Linked DNA regions of Sus scrofa: region 2 is linked to region 1. The links are chromatin contacts, called in public Hi-C maps. All regions are on one chromosome and are shown on one strand. Each heading gives the region's core, a stretch centred on a gene start, on an enhancer-like site or on the middle of the called end of the contact. The rest is flanking DNA. Distances are from core to core; before and after follow the strand shown.

The links. Hi-C and Micro-C count contacts between places; a contact is called where the count stands out from the background.
Region 2: a Hi-C map of brain shows a contact between it and region 1, with 2.9 times the contacts expected there. The contact joins two enhancer-like sites. A contact is called at or near these places in 2 of 47 Hi-C or Micro-C datasets (brain and embryonic fibroblasts).

What each region holds. Positions count from the first base shown.
Region 1 is chr9:49,213,789-49,218,939 of Sscrofa11.1, forward strand. The region is part of intron 3 of LOC102164776; the gene reads right to left. Among named protein-coding and RNA genes, the nearest start is that of MIR100, 58 kb to the left of the region's middle. Within about 2 kb of position 2,798, at least 13 of the 83 cell types and tissues checked have an H3K27ac peak or open chromatin away from gene starts, as enhancers often do. A contact at or near this core is called in brain, where this site is marked.
Region 2 is chr9:49,443,266-49,448,416 of Sscrofa11.1, forward strand. All of the region lies in intron 1 of LOC102164776, which reads right to left. Among named protein-coding and RNA genes, the nearest start is that of UBASH3B, 180 kb to the right of the region's middle. Within about 2 kb of position 2,791, at least 15 of the 83 cell types and tissues checked have an H3K27ac peak or open chromatin away from gene starts, as enhancers often do. A contact at or near this core is called in brain, where this site is marked.

The DNA of each region.
Region 1 (5,151 bases), core at 1,548-4,047:
GGGGCAAGTTTACCCAGCTCACAGACCACTGTTGCTCCCTCTTTGTTTCTCAGCCAGAAAAGTACAGCAAGTTCAGCTACCCCCACTGGCCACTGGACAAATGCCCAGTTGCTCCCTGGGGAAACCTCACGGCAACCATGTCACAGTGGACTCCGCCCGCCCATGTCTTCACAGCTGCTTCACTGTCCATTCTTTCTCCACTGCATTTCTTGAATAAGCCCTTTTCTTTGATCCATGCTGCTGCATCATCTTTGGAGAAGTTCTCATCTTTTCTCTGCCAGACTTTGGTTCTGTCTTCCTGCTTAATTTCCCGATACCAGCATCTACCCACTGTGTTCCATTTTACACGTGGCTCTCAGCTGAGTCTTCCTGATGCGTGCCTCTCGGATCACGTCTCTTCTGTCCACAAGCTCTTGGTGATACTTTGGGGCCCACTGCTCACAGCCCAACACAGCGATCCTGCATGGCTTACCCACCAAAGTCCAAAGAACTCCCAAAGATGAAACTGTCCAGTGAACCTGTGAAACTGTCACACGCTACCTTATGAACAAAGAAATGAGACCCACGACGTTGCTCAAACTCCAGCAGCCCAGGTACCAGTGGTGAATTTCACGTGTCCTGTCCAAACGGGTTTCTCTACGCAGCCTCCTTGTCACAATCCAAAAGTCCTTTCCCGTGTCTAACCTGAGTGATCCCTTGAGCTCTTGAATTCCACGATCTTTAACTCTTCCTGGTTTGAAGAGTGAGTTCCCCTCTCAGAAATGAGACTAGCAAAGTAAAAAAGAAACCAGCGACTCCTAAGACAAAGACCAAAGAAGGCCCACAGCTTTAGCGGAGAAGGGCCAGAACAGAGAGGCAGGTTAATGGGTGTTTGTGACTCCAGTATGCTCAGTGCCCCACATCTCAGGACCTTAACCGCCCACAGACAAGTCTCTTGATTTTGATGGGGAATCTCTCTGCGGCTCTTATGCTTCAGTTGCTCAAAACACAAGTGTTTATTATGCATCCGCACAATTAGACCATCATGATAAGCCCTGATGATAGCGGTGGTGTAAGGCACTGCTGGAGTAAAGACCCTTGGGGCATCAGCACAATGCATAGAGACTGTGGAAAGCAACTTGGAGAATAAAACGTGGAAAATGTACCCATCTTTCCAGCCCTGCCACTTCCTCCCACTTCTGGGGCGGAGTGCAACAGTGCTGAAAAGTGGACATTCACTCTTCACGGGGGAAGAGGGTGGAACACACCCTATCACACACAACTCTGAGGGTCCCAATTCTCCAGAGTTGCTTGTCATGTGTAAAAAATGAACACAGAGGATCTTACTGCTTTGTGAGGCCTGTGACAGTCATCCCCTTTCTCTAGAAATAACATGGGCTATAATGATAACAGCCTAGAAAGGTGAAGAACTAGCTTTTCTTTAAAAAAAAAAAAAAAAAAAGAGAAAAGGAAGAAAATAAACAGGCAAAAACAGACTCTGAAGGACAACTTATTTTGTCTGATTATTGGCACACCACAATGCAGTTAGGAGGTTCTTCTTAAGATCTAACCTGCATTTCTATTGCTGTTTTTGTTTGACCATAGATTGCTCGAGCCTCTTTGCCAACAGAGAAATACTCATAGCCCTTCCCAGCTGGCCATTTGATTCAGTTGTAACAGAGCTGTTCCAAAATCCATGGTAAAGGAGTTCCCGTTGTGGTGCAGTGGAAACAAATCCGACTAGGAACCATCAGGTTGCGAGTTCCATCCCTGGCTTCACTTATTGGGTTAAGGATCCGGTGTTGCTGCAAGCTGTAGTGTGTAGGCCACAGTTATGGCTCTGATCTGGCACTGCTGTGGCTGTGGCATACTTCAGCAGCTGTAGCTCAGATAAGACCCCTAGCCTGGGAATCTGCATATGCCACAGGTGCAGTCCTAAAAAGAAAAAATAAAGTGAAATCCATGGTAAAATGTCTGTCCCTGAAAAGGGCCATTGAGCTTTGCTGCATAAGAGAGCTATGGACCATACCTCTTAAGCTAGATATCCTGGCCATACATGTGTGAATGCAGATGATCTCATGACCACTGCTTCTTTTCTACTTTAAAAAAAAAAAAAAGACTTGTGCCTGCACTTCAACCTGACAGAAGAGAGCTGAAGTGTCAGCCAGACACCCAGAACTAACCTTTGTCCCCTCATTAGGGCAGGACGCTAGGCCAGAGCTGGGTGGGAGCCAGAGCCCAGCCCTGTGCTTTAGCCTGAGGCCATTATCCCCATCTTGAAGGCAAGAAGGCGGAGGCAAGAGCAGAGCCCCATCCAGCAGGTGCTGGGAATTAGCAGGGTAAGTGGCTTAACATTCCCAACCTTGGTTTGTTTCCTCACTTGAAAAAGGGGGATAAGAGATGACATATCTCACAGGATTGCTGAGAAGATTCCATTCAACAGGATAAAGTGGGTAATGCAAGGCCTGGCACCTAAAGAGTGACCATTTCACTGCACCTCTTGTGCAATGACATTGGTAGAGCCACCTCTGGGGGCAAAGGAGCAAAGAGAGAGTGTGGGAAGGAGAGCTCCGGAAGCGACCCAGGCCCCGTCAGCCCCGTGGCCCTGCACTTAACTCCACTGTGCAGGGGGGCAGAACGTTCATGCAGGTCCGGCTCTCTCTCAGATATGGAAGGATCGGCAGCACAATAAAGACCTGCCTCCCACGAGATGGGCCCTGCGCCGAGCTGCCTGGATCCAGGGGAGACATCGCTGTCCAGCATTTCCATCAGGGCTCCCCCGAGCCAGTCCCTGGGGCACACACAAAGCCCCATTCAGGACGGCTGGAGCTTTGAGAGCAGGCAGAGGAGCTGGGGGCCCGGGAAGGGGGTGGAGGAGCAGCACAGAGCCTGGCACCAACCCGCCGCCGGCCCGCCTCGGGCGAGTGGGCGTGGAGGGCGCAGGTCCGCGGCCGTCCATGCAGCACCCTTTGTCCTTCCGCAGATTCCTTTCTCTGGTGGTCCAGGGCCCGGCGGCACCAGCTGCCACGGCTGGACCTGCGTGACCTCCCCGGAGGAGGCTGGGCACCCCCCACCCCCACCCCCCCTGATGCCAGCCCCAGAAGCAGGGTATCCAGTGGAAACAGATCATTGCTAACTGGCTTGCCATTTCAAAAGCACTTCTGGGAAAACCGCCTCTGAGAGGTTCCCACCCTGGGTATGTACTTGCTGTGGCACTGAAAAGAAGTCAAATTAACCCACGGTTACCACCCTTTATTCCTCAGGACCTAGGAAGCTGCTCCGTGTTCTTCAGCCTTGGCTTTCCCACCTGTACAATGGAGCCTGGTAAAACAATCTGCCGGAATTCAAAGAGCAGCTGTTGTGAGCGTTTCCAGGTAGCAGTTCATTCTCCCTGAGCAGGCAGGCAGGCAGGCCGGCCCCAGCCTTCCTCGCTGGGGCCTCCTGGATGGTACAGAGAATGCCCGGTCTAGAGTCCCCACGGACAGCCCCCAAATATGTCAAGTTTGATGCATCGAGGCCATGCTCGCTCTGCAGTGTGCTGAATTTTGGAGCAGGCTGCTCACGGGCCCATGACCCTTGGATGCAGAAGAAAATAAGTCCCCTCCTTTACCTTTTTCCTCCTCAAATGATGAAATGCTATCCCGATGACGTGTCAGATCAAACATGGAACAGAAAATGAGAAAATGGAGCCCCTTTTTGCCACCAAGATTGTAACACACGTCCTGCAGGACAATATTTTTCAGATGACTCAACTCAAAAGGGCTGAATGAAATTTCTATGGTCTGAAAGGGTTTCTACATCAATTAGTCTAGCTGTTCACTTTTCCTGACCTGCAGTGACTCCATTTTATTCACTGAGACATTTCTCACCTCAGTCCATGTACCATCTCCTCCAGGAAGCCCTCTCTGACTACACAGCTGGAGTCTGTGCCTCTTCATCATGTTCCCACAATGCCCCAGGCACGTCTCTCTCTTAGCGCTTGGGACATGACATTGAAGTTTGTTCAATGTCATTTGTCTCAAGTCTTCTTTGTGGTCAGGCACGTACTTTATCAGTCTTTTAAACTCCAGCTTCTAGTGCGGGGTTGGTGCAATGGAGGAGGAGAGTAAAGATTTGCTGAACTAAATGGATGTGTACCTATCATTGGAGAAGTTGCTGGCATAAACCCCCATGTGTCATTTATAAGAGTCTCCTGTAACCTTTGCACTCAGGAAGTTCTAACTCGTATCTGATCCCACATGCAGACATTATTTCTTTCAACCTCATGCAATAACAACTGGTAACTGTCTTCATTCTTATCAGAGCACCCTCAGAAATCACTGATGGGAGTTCCTACTGTGGCACAGCAGAAACGAATCCGACTAGTATCCATGAGGATACGGGTTTGATCCCTGGCCTCACTCAGTGGGTTGGGGATCTGGCATTACAGTAAGCTGTGGTGTAGGTCCCTCGGATCCTGTGTTGCTGTGGCGTAGGTTGGCGGCTGTACCTCTGATTCGACCCCTAGGCCTGGGAACACTCATATATCACAAGTACAGCCTTAAAAAAAAAAAAAATCACTGCTATCACTCATTTCTTTCTACCAAGTCAGCCTTCATTTTTTCAGGCTTAAATCAGGTATGAACTATCAGAACCCCAAATCTGACCATTTTAATTTTTAACAGATGACTAGAAAAGGACTTTCAAGAAGGATTTTGGCCAGAGAGAATGTATGCATTCAATAAGCTGCCGTGCAGCACCTACTCCGTGCCAGACTGTGCTGACAGAGAATAAACAGATGCCAAAATCCCAGGCCATCCAGAGATCTCTAACCTAGAATAGGGAATAAACAGGGGTACTTCATCTAACTAAGAAAAAGCAGCATTTTCCTTTATTTGCGGTGCCTCCATCAGAAGAATCACTCCATTTGGGGAGAATGTAAAAAAGTCCAGAGTGCTAAAAAGCACAACACATTTTACACTTCCTGAGTAGCTTGGGAGAAAACTAGTGGCCCAATCAGGGAACATGTTGGGAACACGTGGGAGAGCCCATGGAAGGATCAGTGCCCTGGGTATGTTGACATTGTGACAGAAGTCCATCTGCGTTTTTGTTGCTGGGCAGAGGCTGGCCTCCACTGACCACATATGCAGAAAGCTGGCAGGAGCCCCTGGTCACCAGCCCCCAAACTGGCAG
Region 2 (5,151 bases), core at 1,541-4,040, 230 kb after region 1:
TGCGGCTCCGATTAGACCCCTAGCCTGGGAAGCTCCACATGCCACAGGTGCGGCCCTAAAAAGCAAAAACAAAACAAAACAAAGAAACACCCCACTGACCAGCTTAAGTTGGTTTTGCTTCTTTGAAATAAGTTGTTAAATGCACAGTTATTTTACAGATATAGCCCTGAACATGTGCAAGATAGGAACCCATGTCTCCAGGATGACCCCTGAACCAAGTATCTTCAGTCCATGGAAGTTAAAGAATAGAAATGTTGGTACTGGAGCCCTTACAAGAAGTCCTTCAATAAGGAAAATCTGGCTTCCAACAAAAGGAGTAGTTTATACAGACTGATTCTGATTCAAGACTAGTCCATCAGCTTCCAAGTTTGGAATTTCCCTGTTTGGCCCTGAACTGGGGAGACAGATTTGAACCCTGCCTCTTGCTTCCTTGCCAGTCGACCTCAAAGTTCTTTCTTTTCTCAGAAACTGGTGCCACAGTATTGACTTTTATGTTCGTCATACAGCAAGCCCTTTGCTCATTAACACAGTGAACCTATTTCTGTCTGTGCATCTAGGATGGTACTGGTTGTTTACTATCCTTAAAATGATGAAGCAAATTATCAGCTCATTTTGTACTGTACTGTTCAGATGAAGCCAGGTGCCACATCCGGACCACACAAGGACTCTACAGAACATAAATGAAATAAATCACCACCATCATCTATAGCACATGGAAGGTACTCAGGTCTATTAGCCCCCTTCCTTTTCTACAGCAGGTTAGAAAGAAACTGGGCTGAGGTTCTCATCAAAGATGACACCACTGCCCTTCCACATTGGGATTCTCAAGGCCAGCCTCCTGGCACTCATCTGTTCCAGAAGGGTAATTCTTTTCCTCTAAGAAGGCACTTTTGAAGAAGGTAAGAGTAAGATACTGAGTAGCTGAGAGGAGGAGGCCAGTGCACGCCAGTGGGCATTCAGTATCCTACTCTTACCTTCTGGAACAGAGGTCACCTCCTTTAACGAGGGAACTAAAGGGATCACACTGGTGGCTCTAATGGAACTGGCAAGACCATAAAGTTAACCTTCCCCCCAAAGGGCAGCACCTTACAGTTACTTCTCCCCTGAATGTTATCATCTGTTTAATTGTTTCTTTCCACTTCTCAACTGAAAGCTTCTGGAGGGCAAGGGCTAAGACTAGATGTCTTTTTTGTTTTGGTAACCTTATAGCCATAATGCCTAGCACAGAGCCAATACCCATGATGTCTGTGATGAATTAACAACAGTTGCCAACAAAAGCCAAAAGGTGTGAAACTAGAAGAGAACTATGGTTAAAAAAAAAAAAAACACCTCGCCTTTCACGGAACTTTCAGCCTGCAAGGCACTTTAGCAAGAGAAATTCTCCCAGACCAAGGAGGAGGAGTTCCTCACTTCTCAGAGCATCTCATATGTAAGTTTCCTTTGACAAGAGGAGAGGGCGACAGGATGGCTGCATATCTATCCCAGGCAGCTCACAGGCAAGCTGTCTGCCACCTCTAAGGAGGTGGGACAACTTTAGACTATGTTCTAGCATTTCACAAGCCTTTGGATGAGAAGCTCTCTAACCCCAGGTCCTCACGTGACCTCTAACATCCACCTGTCTCTTCTCACAGCTCATCTAGTCAAGCTGGGCTCAAAATACCCCTCCAACCGCCCAAGGAAACCTTGTCTTTGTCTTTTCAAATGATGTCCATGATATGTCAAGTGCACACACACCCAACGGAGAGAGTGAATAGAGCACTGCTTTAAAGAGGAGGTCTCTGGGAAGGCAGGACCCTCTACAACAAGGACCTTTTGCTGTGCCAACTCCTGAAACCTCAGCTGAGTACTATCCAAGTAAACAGTTTGTCCTTTTTTTCTAAGTGAGAGAGAGGGAGAAAGAGGATCGATGAAACTTGCCATGGGCATCTATCTGGAGTTAGAGAAAAATTAGTTTCCCAAAACAACAAAGAAACACAGCCTCCCGGAACAAGCCCGCGCCCCTCAGAGGCAGCGGATATGAAATAGAAGGGAACTGCACCCTGGAACCCTTGCGCCCGCTGCTTTGGAGAGGAACTCCCAGCCCCAAACTGCCAGGCAGCAAGAAAGAAAGCTGCCGGGCAGCCGACCCCACATTCCAGTGAACTACCCCGGCTTCCCCACCTGGGGTGCCAGCTTCTCCCTGCCTCCCCCACCGCCCTCCTTCTCTTCCTCCCCGCTTCGTCTAAACAAGGCAAGAGCTCAGGCAAAACAAAGAGAGGTTTGCCTTCAAAATAATCAGAAAAAAAAAAAACACCACCTTTTCCCTTCGTGTAATAGGTGATGGAGGAAACTAATTACAGAAATGTATGGCAAAAAAACCAGGCAGCATTTGTCTTTAAATTAATGCATTTTCCCCTCCCCCACTCCTCGACTCTGAGCAGCCAGCGCCACCCCGCCCCCAGCTCTTTTATTATCAGTTGAATCACGTCTCATGCCAAGCAAAAGGTCATTTCAGGTCATCTTGGAGAGAGTAAAGGACCCGGGTAATGTTGGAATTGGCAAGCCAGAGAGAGATGGGGGAGAGGGACTACAAGAAGACCCCACTTCCAAGGAGAACACAGTTGTGCCAGAAAGACACAGGGAACGTTTCAAAAGCATGACAAGCACTACCCAAGCGATCTGCAGCTAATTCCTTATAAAAACAGGAATATAGCTTGTATTGCGAGATGCCTGGAGAGTCATTCAAGTTTCTAATTGTTCTCACCCGGAACCTTATTTTCCACCATTCAGCAGAGACAGAAACGCTGCCCCTAGTCCAAGTCCACATTCTGGAAACAAGTGCCTTGTAAACCCGAACTTGGAGGACTGTGGGCTACCAGGCATAGGGGCAGGACTTAGTGCCTGAATAAATGGGGGGAGGGGCAGCTGCCTTCCTGAAAGAGGTTTAAAACCACCAGGGTATGTGAGCAGTGTATTTATTTGCCTTGTTTCAGGAACAAGCACAGATCTCTTTGTTTGAGGATAGAAAGAAAAAAAAAAAAAAAAACAATCAAGAAACCTTGCATATTTTTTTCTCCTACAACGTTTACTGCATAGTGATGGCCTGGCTGGCTGTTTGCTTGTTTTAACTTCTCCAGTAAAGAAGAAGCTTTTTTAAATTCAATGCCATTTCAATGAAGACAACTGACTGAATTCTTGCCAAGTGCATTTTTCCCTTCTCTTTTCCACTGCTGCGTTTGAACGTCCTCTATCTGCCTAATTTTTTTTTTTTTTAAACTAAGAAACTTCTTTTTTTTTGCAAGAACACAGATGCCAACAGCCATCTATCAAGGGAGTGGGAGGCTTGGGTAAGATTGTTTGCTTCAAGATTCCCAAAGTACCTTACATGGAAATTCCCCTTCTCCCCCCATCCCCCCATCTCTTGCTCTGCTCCCTCTCTTCCGAGTCTAGCTTCTGATAAAGGCCAATGGTAAGTGAGAGTCATTCATTTATCAACTCATCCTGGAAGCTAGCTCATCACAATGGTTATCACCTCAGTGTATGGCACCTGCTAGGAAAAAACCTGCCTCCATAGGCGTGTTCCTCAATTCACACCATTTATCATAAAAACATACTCACTGAAGTTCTATCAGTTTCCTTATTACTAGAGTTAATAGGTGTCCAAAGAAATACAGGTAGTCTTTGCTACTGTTAATTTTGTTGAAGTTATTACTTGTAGAAATTCAATTTTCTGGGTTGTTGAAGAGAATGGACCACCATCAGTTTATTTGGGGTGAGCACTATGCCAAGTGGAAGGAGGAAGAGATACAGAGAAGTCCATTATTGTTGGGAAAAAATCCCTTGTTTTAGAGGGAGTCAGGAATTGCCTAAGAACTGAACTGCTGCTACTAAGTGGGAGTCAGGAATTGCCTAAGAACTGGAGTGGCTGATGCTTGTACCCATCAGAAAATGTGGTCACCCAAAAGCAACCAATGAGAACTCTCATTTGAGTATGAGTCATTTCCCATTGGTTAAAGGTACCCTGATGAAAGACCCTGAAGGCAAAAGTGATAAAGGTAGACTGGGACATGGAGATGTCACAGAGAGAAGATGGCAGTTTTCCACTTGTAGCCATTGCTACTGAACAGCCCTGAATCACAGAGATAAGCACAGTAATAATCCTCCTGTATGTTCATGCCCTCCTTGGTCTCCCTAACAGGAGCCTCGAGGTTGACCACAAGTTCTAACAGACTGAGAACACCTCAGGCATTTCCCAGTGCCTTACTGGCAAGTAAGAAAGAACCAGTATTTCCTAAATAATCACGTACTACATACAAATGTAACTAATTTAGTCCTCATGACAACCCTGTGGCTAAGCACTATTTCATTCACTAGTGAAGAAACTGACCATCAAGCTAAGTGACAGACCACCACTCATCCAAGGGAAAGAAGCTCCTTTTTTCTTTTGAGGCATCCTCATTTCAGAGACCATGCTTACCTTATTACACATAACTTGTCAAGAACCCTGTTATGCCTAATATCGTCTTCAGTTTATAGATGAAAAAAAATCAAGATTAGAGGAACTTAAGTAGCTTGTAGGTTGTCCGTCACGAAGCAGGAGAAAGTAAAGGAGCCAAAATCACGCACACAGTCTGAGTCCCAAAGCCCCTGTTCTTTGATTACAATTGATGACTCTAATAGTAGCCTGAGAAGAATGAAAAATTCATTTCGAACCTCAATCCTAATAGATGACACAAAATATCCCCAATCTCTAGGAGGCAGAAAAACTTAACTTGGCGTTTGTCCATGAGATGACATCACTACAAAGGCCCTAAGGCCTAAAGGAAAACATTTCAGACAGTTGCAGGGAAGGTGACAAAGTAGCATCTAGATCTGATTTTAAACTAAGACCTCACGAGTGACACTCTTTGTTTGATGTTCCAAGGATACCAAAAGTGACAGGTGAGAAATTCCCAGAGTTTACTCTCCTTCTAGCTTTTTATTACTGAATTTAAAACTCTTTTTAAATGTGACCATCAAATTTATCATTTTCAGTTGATTTGGCCATCCCAGTGAATGGCATTTGTTTATTCAACAAATATTGAGTGCGTGCTAGGTACCAGACAACATGCTGTATGTTGGGGATACATCAAATTTGTTCAATTGACTAGATAATGCTGCTTAAGGAACTGT